2 separate regions of the Mus musculus genome follow, and region 2 is linked to region 1. A link is a contact called in public Hi-C data. All regions are on one chromosome and are shown on one strand. The core of a region is the stretch at or near the end of the contact, and the rest is flanking DNA. Distances in the headings are between cores, read along the strand shown. Region 1 overlaps Fbxl17 (F-box and leucine-rich repeat protein 17). Region 2 overlaps Fbxl17 (F-box and leucine-rich repeat protein 17).

Evidence for each region. Hi-C and Micro-C count contacts between places; a contact is called where the count stands out from the background.
Region 2: a contact with region 1 is called in a Hi-C map of the N1E-115 cell line, with 4 times the contacts expected there. The contact joins two enhancer-like sites. A contact is called at or near these places in 1 of 15 datasets of contacts at CTCF or cohesin (the NIH/3T3 cell line), 1 of 484 Hi-C or Micro-C datasets (the N1E-115 cell line) and 1 of 9 other capture datasets (embryonic stem cells).

What each region holds. Positions count from the first base shown.
Region 1 is chr17:63,043,985-63,046,916 of GRCm38.p6, forward strand. Fbxl17 (F-box and leucine-rich repeat protein 17) reads right to left here. Exons shown (of 9, transcript NM_015794.1): 9 at 1,965-2,932. It overlaps Gm34324 (a long non-coding RNA gene), which reads left to right. Exons shown (of 5, transcript XR_876901.3): 3 at 1-86; 4 at 729-832; 5 at 1,672-1,983. Among named protein-coding and RNA genes, the nearest start is that of Gm34324, 5.5 kb to the left of the region's middle. Within about 2 kb of position 1,282, at least 4 of the 459 cell types and tissues checked have an H3K27ac peak or open chromatin away from gene starts, as enhancers often do. A contact at or near this core is called in the N1E-115 cell line, where this site is marked.
Region 2 is chr17:63,144,705-63,147,559 of GRCm38.p6, forward strand. The region is part of intron 7 of Fbxl17 (F-box and leucine-rich repeat protein 17); the gene reads right to left. Among named protein-coding and RNA genes, the nearest start is that of Gm34324, 110 kb to the left of the region's middle. Within about 2 kb of position 1,282, at least 68 of the 459 cell types and tissues checked have an H3K27ac peak or open chromatin away from gene starts, as enhancers often do. A contact at or near this core is called in the N1E-115 cell line, where this site is marked.

The DNA of each region.
Region 1 (2,932 bases), core at 32-2,531:
GCAAAACAATGTGTCAAAGGATGGCTTCTCTTCCCCACATTTGGAGATCCAAACAGAATGGATGGCGTTTTTCACCTATTCTGCAGGTATGCAAGCCAGAGAGTCATACCACTGGCCCTGTGGTCTCTCTCTCTAGCCCCTTTCCCAAAGCCATATTAGACCTGCTCTGTACTGATCGCTCTGCAGAAGTGACCAAGACTATCTTCCCCTTTGTGTGACTAACCATTCAGATCCAGCAGTTCTACAACGCTGCCTGTTTGAGAAAGCCAAGGCCACCAAGAGCACAAGGATTACTCTGAAAAAGGCCCTAATTAATAAATGTTCTACATTTTTATGTGTGAATGTTTAATATTTAATTTTTCAATAATTTTATCATTTATAATTTATTAAATTTATCTTGTGGCTTGTATTTATTAAAAATTGATATACTTCCTATTTCTTTTACTCCAATGTTAGGTTATTTTTATGCAAAAAAAAAATGAACAAAAACCAATGCATTTAAGTTCCAGAACAGTTTTCTTACGGCCTCTTTCAGAGAATATTAAGACTCTAATATCCTAGGGTTTTTCTGTGGTACTTCTTCCAGGGTTGCCTCGATGGCTGTTGCATTTATATAGGTCAGTGGGTCATCAGTCGGTCTTTCAGAACACGACTTACCTGGTCTGCTTCCTTCTCTCCCCAGCGATCTGAGTCTAGAGTTTATTGTAACGCTCATTTCTTTGCTATAGGACTGGTGTGAACTGAGAGAAGTCATGGTCCACAAGCCACAGACTCTGTCTCAGCATGGATCAGTGGCTCTCAGAGACTGCCAGCTCAGTGCCTCCAGTGACAGGTAAGAGAAGGGAAAGATCAGCAAAAGCAGAAAAAAAAAAAAAAGTTGGAAGTAGAGTTTGGTGGCAGATGTCTCCACCTTTCATAAGCAAATGTTTTCTCAGAATGTGTCTGATGTCTGTGGTCTGTCGTCTGGATTTGCCCTTTTGTAGCACCTAAGAGGAAGGCTTTGACATGTAGTTTAATACAGAGAAATGTACCCATTTTTGTAGAGGGAATGCTGTTTCAGTTTCTTTCTATAGTGCAGTTAGAGGCAGCTCAAGTTGTGATTAAGGTTAGGAGGTTATAAAATTATGAGACGGAAAGGAATGCATCCTAAGATTCAACCAGCGAACAGCAGGTCCAGCCCATTCCCTGTGAAAATTGTTAATTGAGCATTTACTATGGGAGCGGTCTGAAAGGCTAGCTGGAGAGAGAGGGGAGAGGCGAGGGGCGGGGCTAGGGATGAGACACAGGTCAGTTCAGTTGGCTGTGTGAGCAACAGACGGCCGGTCTGACCTTTGCATCTCTAACATTTTACATGAGTCCACGAAAAAGGGCTCATGGGGTGCGGTGAGATACTGGATATAAACTCCTGAAAGCTGAAAGGTAGCACTCACCATAGTTGACGTTATTCCATGGCTCCTTGTGAACAGGCCTTCTCACCGGTGACCTGCCAAGTTCGAGGGCAGAGTTCACGTCTGTTTTCACTTTATTCCTGCCATCCTGCACAGCGCCTGCCTCCCACCAGCCCTCATTTAGATGACCAGATAAATTGATGTCCCTGTATGCAGTCCTTCGCTAGCTTGGAAGCCACAGGAAGGCAGGTTAGATGTATTACTCATCAATGTGTTTCCTAAGGAACCGGGAAGAATGAGTGTTACGGAGTACGGAGACAGATGGACGAGTGCTGGTTCCACTGAAGAGCGGCTTCTGATCAATGAAGCAAAGATTCCTGAAAGTCAACTATTTTTCTGATCCAGGCTCCCTACACCCACCCCATGCCCTTCTCCCATCCTGGCAATGTTTAGTTGGGGCTCCTTCAGTGCCAAATGGAGCTCTTTCCTGTATTCGAAACTGTTAAGACTCTGAGGAATTTTGATATAATACATTAAAACATTTTCTCAGCCAAGTGTTTTACACAACATGAAATATTTTTCTATGGTAATGTTTCTTTTATTGAGTTTTTTTTTTTTTTACAAAAATTATCACACATTCTACAGATATTCAGCAACACTTACTCAACTGAAACACAAAATAAAATTACAGAAACACCAAATACAGACATTTCTCAAATTAACCAGAGGCAATTTGTTGTGACTGGGGAATAAGAGGGCATGATCTGAAATGCAGACTGGGAGAACTTGGGATCTATTCTGGAATACATCACAGGGGTGGGACACCCTTTCCTCCTGACCCAGTAGTCAGGACAGAAGGCCCAAACACTCTGACAGTTGTACAAGAAGTCTCAAATCACAGCTTCAGGTGTCAAAAAGGTGACAGTCACCGAGTACATCATACAGCCTAAAATGAATGGGCACAAGAAGATGAAGATCATGTGCCAAGAGTTACCAATTTGGGAGTGTCAGCTTGGGGAAGAAGAACCATAGGCTAAGGTAAGATGATGTAGAGATAGATGGTAGAGGCAGTGGCTTTAAGGTCCAGATCACCCGAAGATTGTGAAAAGCCCCCCTCCCCCCCGGGGGGGGAAGAAACTCCAATCTGGGAACTGAAGCCAAGTTTGTGTCTGGTGCTCAGGGAAGCTGTAGATTAAGGATGCAAAGCCCAACTCTTAATACCTCCCTTTGCATCTCTAAATCACACTGTCCTTGGATGTCCCCGTGTGAGTCAGAGGGAAAGGTCAAGGAGCCTACAGCCTGGCCAGGGGTGGGGGTGGGGGTTGGCTGGGGCTGCCAGCAGTACCTCACACAGCTATTACACACAATTTTCTCCCATCACCCATGAGTCATTTTAGTCCTAGTTGACAGATGAGGACATGAAGTAGTTGCTGATATACAAAGAACCAGAGATCAGGGGCCAGAATGTACGTTTTCTGACCCCTTACCCACTAGTTTGTACTTTTTAGTCCTAGTTGACAGATGAGGACATGAAGTAGTTGCTG
Region 2 (2,855 bases), core at 32-2,531, 100 kb after region 1:
GGTGGTGGTGGCGCTACACAATGATTCCTATGCAGGTGGACAAGAGATACGCTAAGCAGCCACCATTTTTACAGACCTGCTTATTCCACTTCCTGAGAACACGTTCAAGGAACCAGACATCAGAGCCCCTATTGCTGTTTTATTCTGCCCCTTGACATATACTGCACTAGCAAATCCCATGTGTAAACATGAGGCTGGGTGGCAGGACTATTTACAATGGTAAACTCTTTGTGTTATAAGGTAGAACAGAAACAAGATCACCAGCTTCACACACTCCAAGCATGCTTTTGGCACTGTCTTAACCAGTCAACGGAAGTTTCTCCATATAAAGAAAATCCAGAGGATGAAAATGAAACCATTTAATCACTGAAAGTAACTATGGATTAGCAAAGGATGACGAAAAAAAACTGTTCAATGTTAGCATGGGAAAAATGTTTCTTAAATTAATAAAAAGCCAGCAGAAAGCCAGGATGACAAGTCCTATTATTAAGGAAAAAAATCTATAAGCTCACATATAAACAGAGTAGGGTATCAGTTATTTTTGAGACAAAAAGATTCTGGAATGTACGTGAAACACCCAATAGTCATCTAAGCATAAAGAAGCTAAGAAGCTGAGTCACCGATTGGAGGATAAGGGATGCAAATCAGCCCAGTCTTATTCAATCTATTATGTGCAGCAATTCTCCAAGGGTGGAATAAAGGACTCTGAAGCCAGTGGTACACTGTGATTTTTGTCCTCTGGGAAACTCCACTTAACAGCTCTGAATATCATTAAAAGCCTGTGAGACTCTCATTCAAGGGCTGCTGCTATAGGCAGCCCGGGGAGCTTTTAAAATGCACATGCAGAGAAAGACAGACCAGACTGCAGACTAGTTACAATAGGCAACCAGCGGCCAAATGCTCACATCCTAACCTCCAGCCGCACTTACTGTGTGTCCCATCTAACCATGAGGTGGGCTTTCATCATTCCACCATAACACTTCGTGAAGGCAGAAAGTGTGCTTTCTATCTTGTGGGTTTTGTGTATCTCTTGGCCTGTGGCAGGCGTACAATACAAGCTGAAATGATTTACGTATTTGCCCCCATCAACAGAACCCTACACACCTCTTACTGGCAATACTGAGATTACAGGGGTCACTGGCAGCACTCTGCCTAATGGTGTGCTGACTGACAGAGTAGAAAATCCAATCAAGAAGGCCGGCGTGACCTTTGGGTTGGTGGACAGAGTGAGCACTCACTGTATCAACAAGGTCAAGATCAAAGTGACGGGTGTCCAACCTCCTACTACATGGCCAGAGACCTGAACTCCCCACTCTGTTACCTGCTCGATTTCATCAGCATCACAGGTGAGCCAGGCTTCGGATGCTGGCAAACAAAGAGCCTCACAAACAGCAGTATCCTAGAATGAGGCATGTTTCCCAGGCTGAAGAAATGCACTAGACGGCAGGCTTCTTGTGGATTATGCAAGCCTGCCGATTAGACATGAAAACAACTGCTTTATGGTGAGCTGAAATGAGATTAACATAAGCCGGATGAGTGTTGGGAATGCTGTAAAGAACCCGGTGAAGGGCCATTCAAAAATGATACAGCCAAGCTGCTTTAAAAAAAAAAAAAAAAAAGAGCTCTTGCAAAACAGAGAAGCTGACATCAGCCTGCTTATCAGCAATCAAGAGACAGGGCAGCTCACGCTGAGAAAACCTATGTGGGGAACATGATTCTAGGCACCAAAGACTAGTTTCTGTGATCCCAGAGTGGAAGGGTCATTTGTCACGTTTCTGCCCTTCAGTCACATCGTTGGTACAAATGGTTGTGAGAGTCAGTACATAAGTGATAAGGATAAAAATGAATACACTGTAGATACACATTGAAGTGGTTTTTTTTCCTTTAAAAATAACTCACTTTTAGCCACTCTAAGAGCTCTGTTAATTGCTAAGAGAGACAGACAGTCCGTAGGTGACTAAGGCACTGCAATTTACATCTGCTTAGTGGTGATGTATTAGTCAGCTCTCCAGAGGGCTTCTAACGCAGCTTCCTCCATATGGTACACATATGTTATATTACCCAAACATATCTTCTCAAAAATGGCCATATGCATCTCTTCCTTCATACCTAGAGAATGACAGCCTTCCTTTATTCTTTGTTTGCTGTCTTTCTGTGATGTGTAAATATTTAAGGAAGTAATCATTTTTTTAGATCATTTGAATATAATCCCAGTTATATGCAACATTTTCCTTCTTGGAACAAGAAACTTCTTTTAGATATTAAACGTGCCGAGCCCCAAATTCAAGATAGCATTGTTATACACAATCTGATCAAAGAGAATTGAACATGAGTTTTAGTTCATCACACAAAGCTAAGTTCATAGATATGCTCTAGAAGTAGAGTTGCCCCAATTATGAACGAGTCAGGGACAACCATTATTGGTAATCACTATTATCTATGATATTAACGTCTTGTGGTGGCTACTGGCTACAAGATACTAGAGGACAGAGCCTGCTTCTTCACCGCTCCCCCCCACCCCCCCATTTCAGTAGCATGAGAAAACAAAGCTAGGTCTCTTATGTGCTGTGCTAGGCCAGCAGGCAAGCCCTCTGTCACTGAGTACATTCCCGATCCATCAGGATGTATTTGCCCTATGAGTAAGAGGTTGACAAGGCTGTGGTCACTTGTTTCCAGCTGGAGTTCCGTACCAGTGTCAGTCATTGCAACAGTGGCTCTGACATCGGGATCTGACAGTCTAGTGCTTTCAGTGTCGGCGAGTGAGAGAGTGAGCTACCTGAGTCTTGGTCTCCATCCTCTTAGCTACTGCTTCTTTCCCTTTTAACTTGCAGAACCTCAGCTGAGGCAGATCAGGA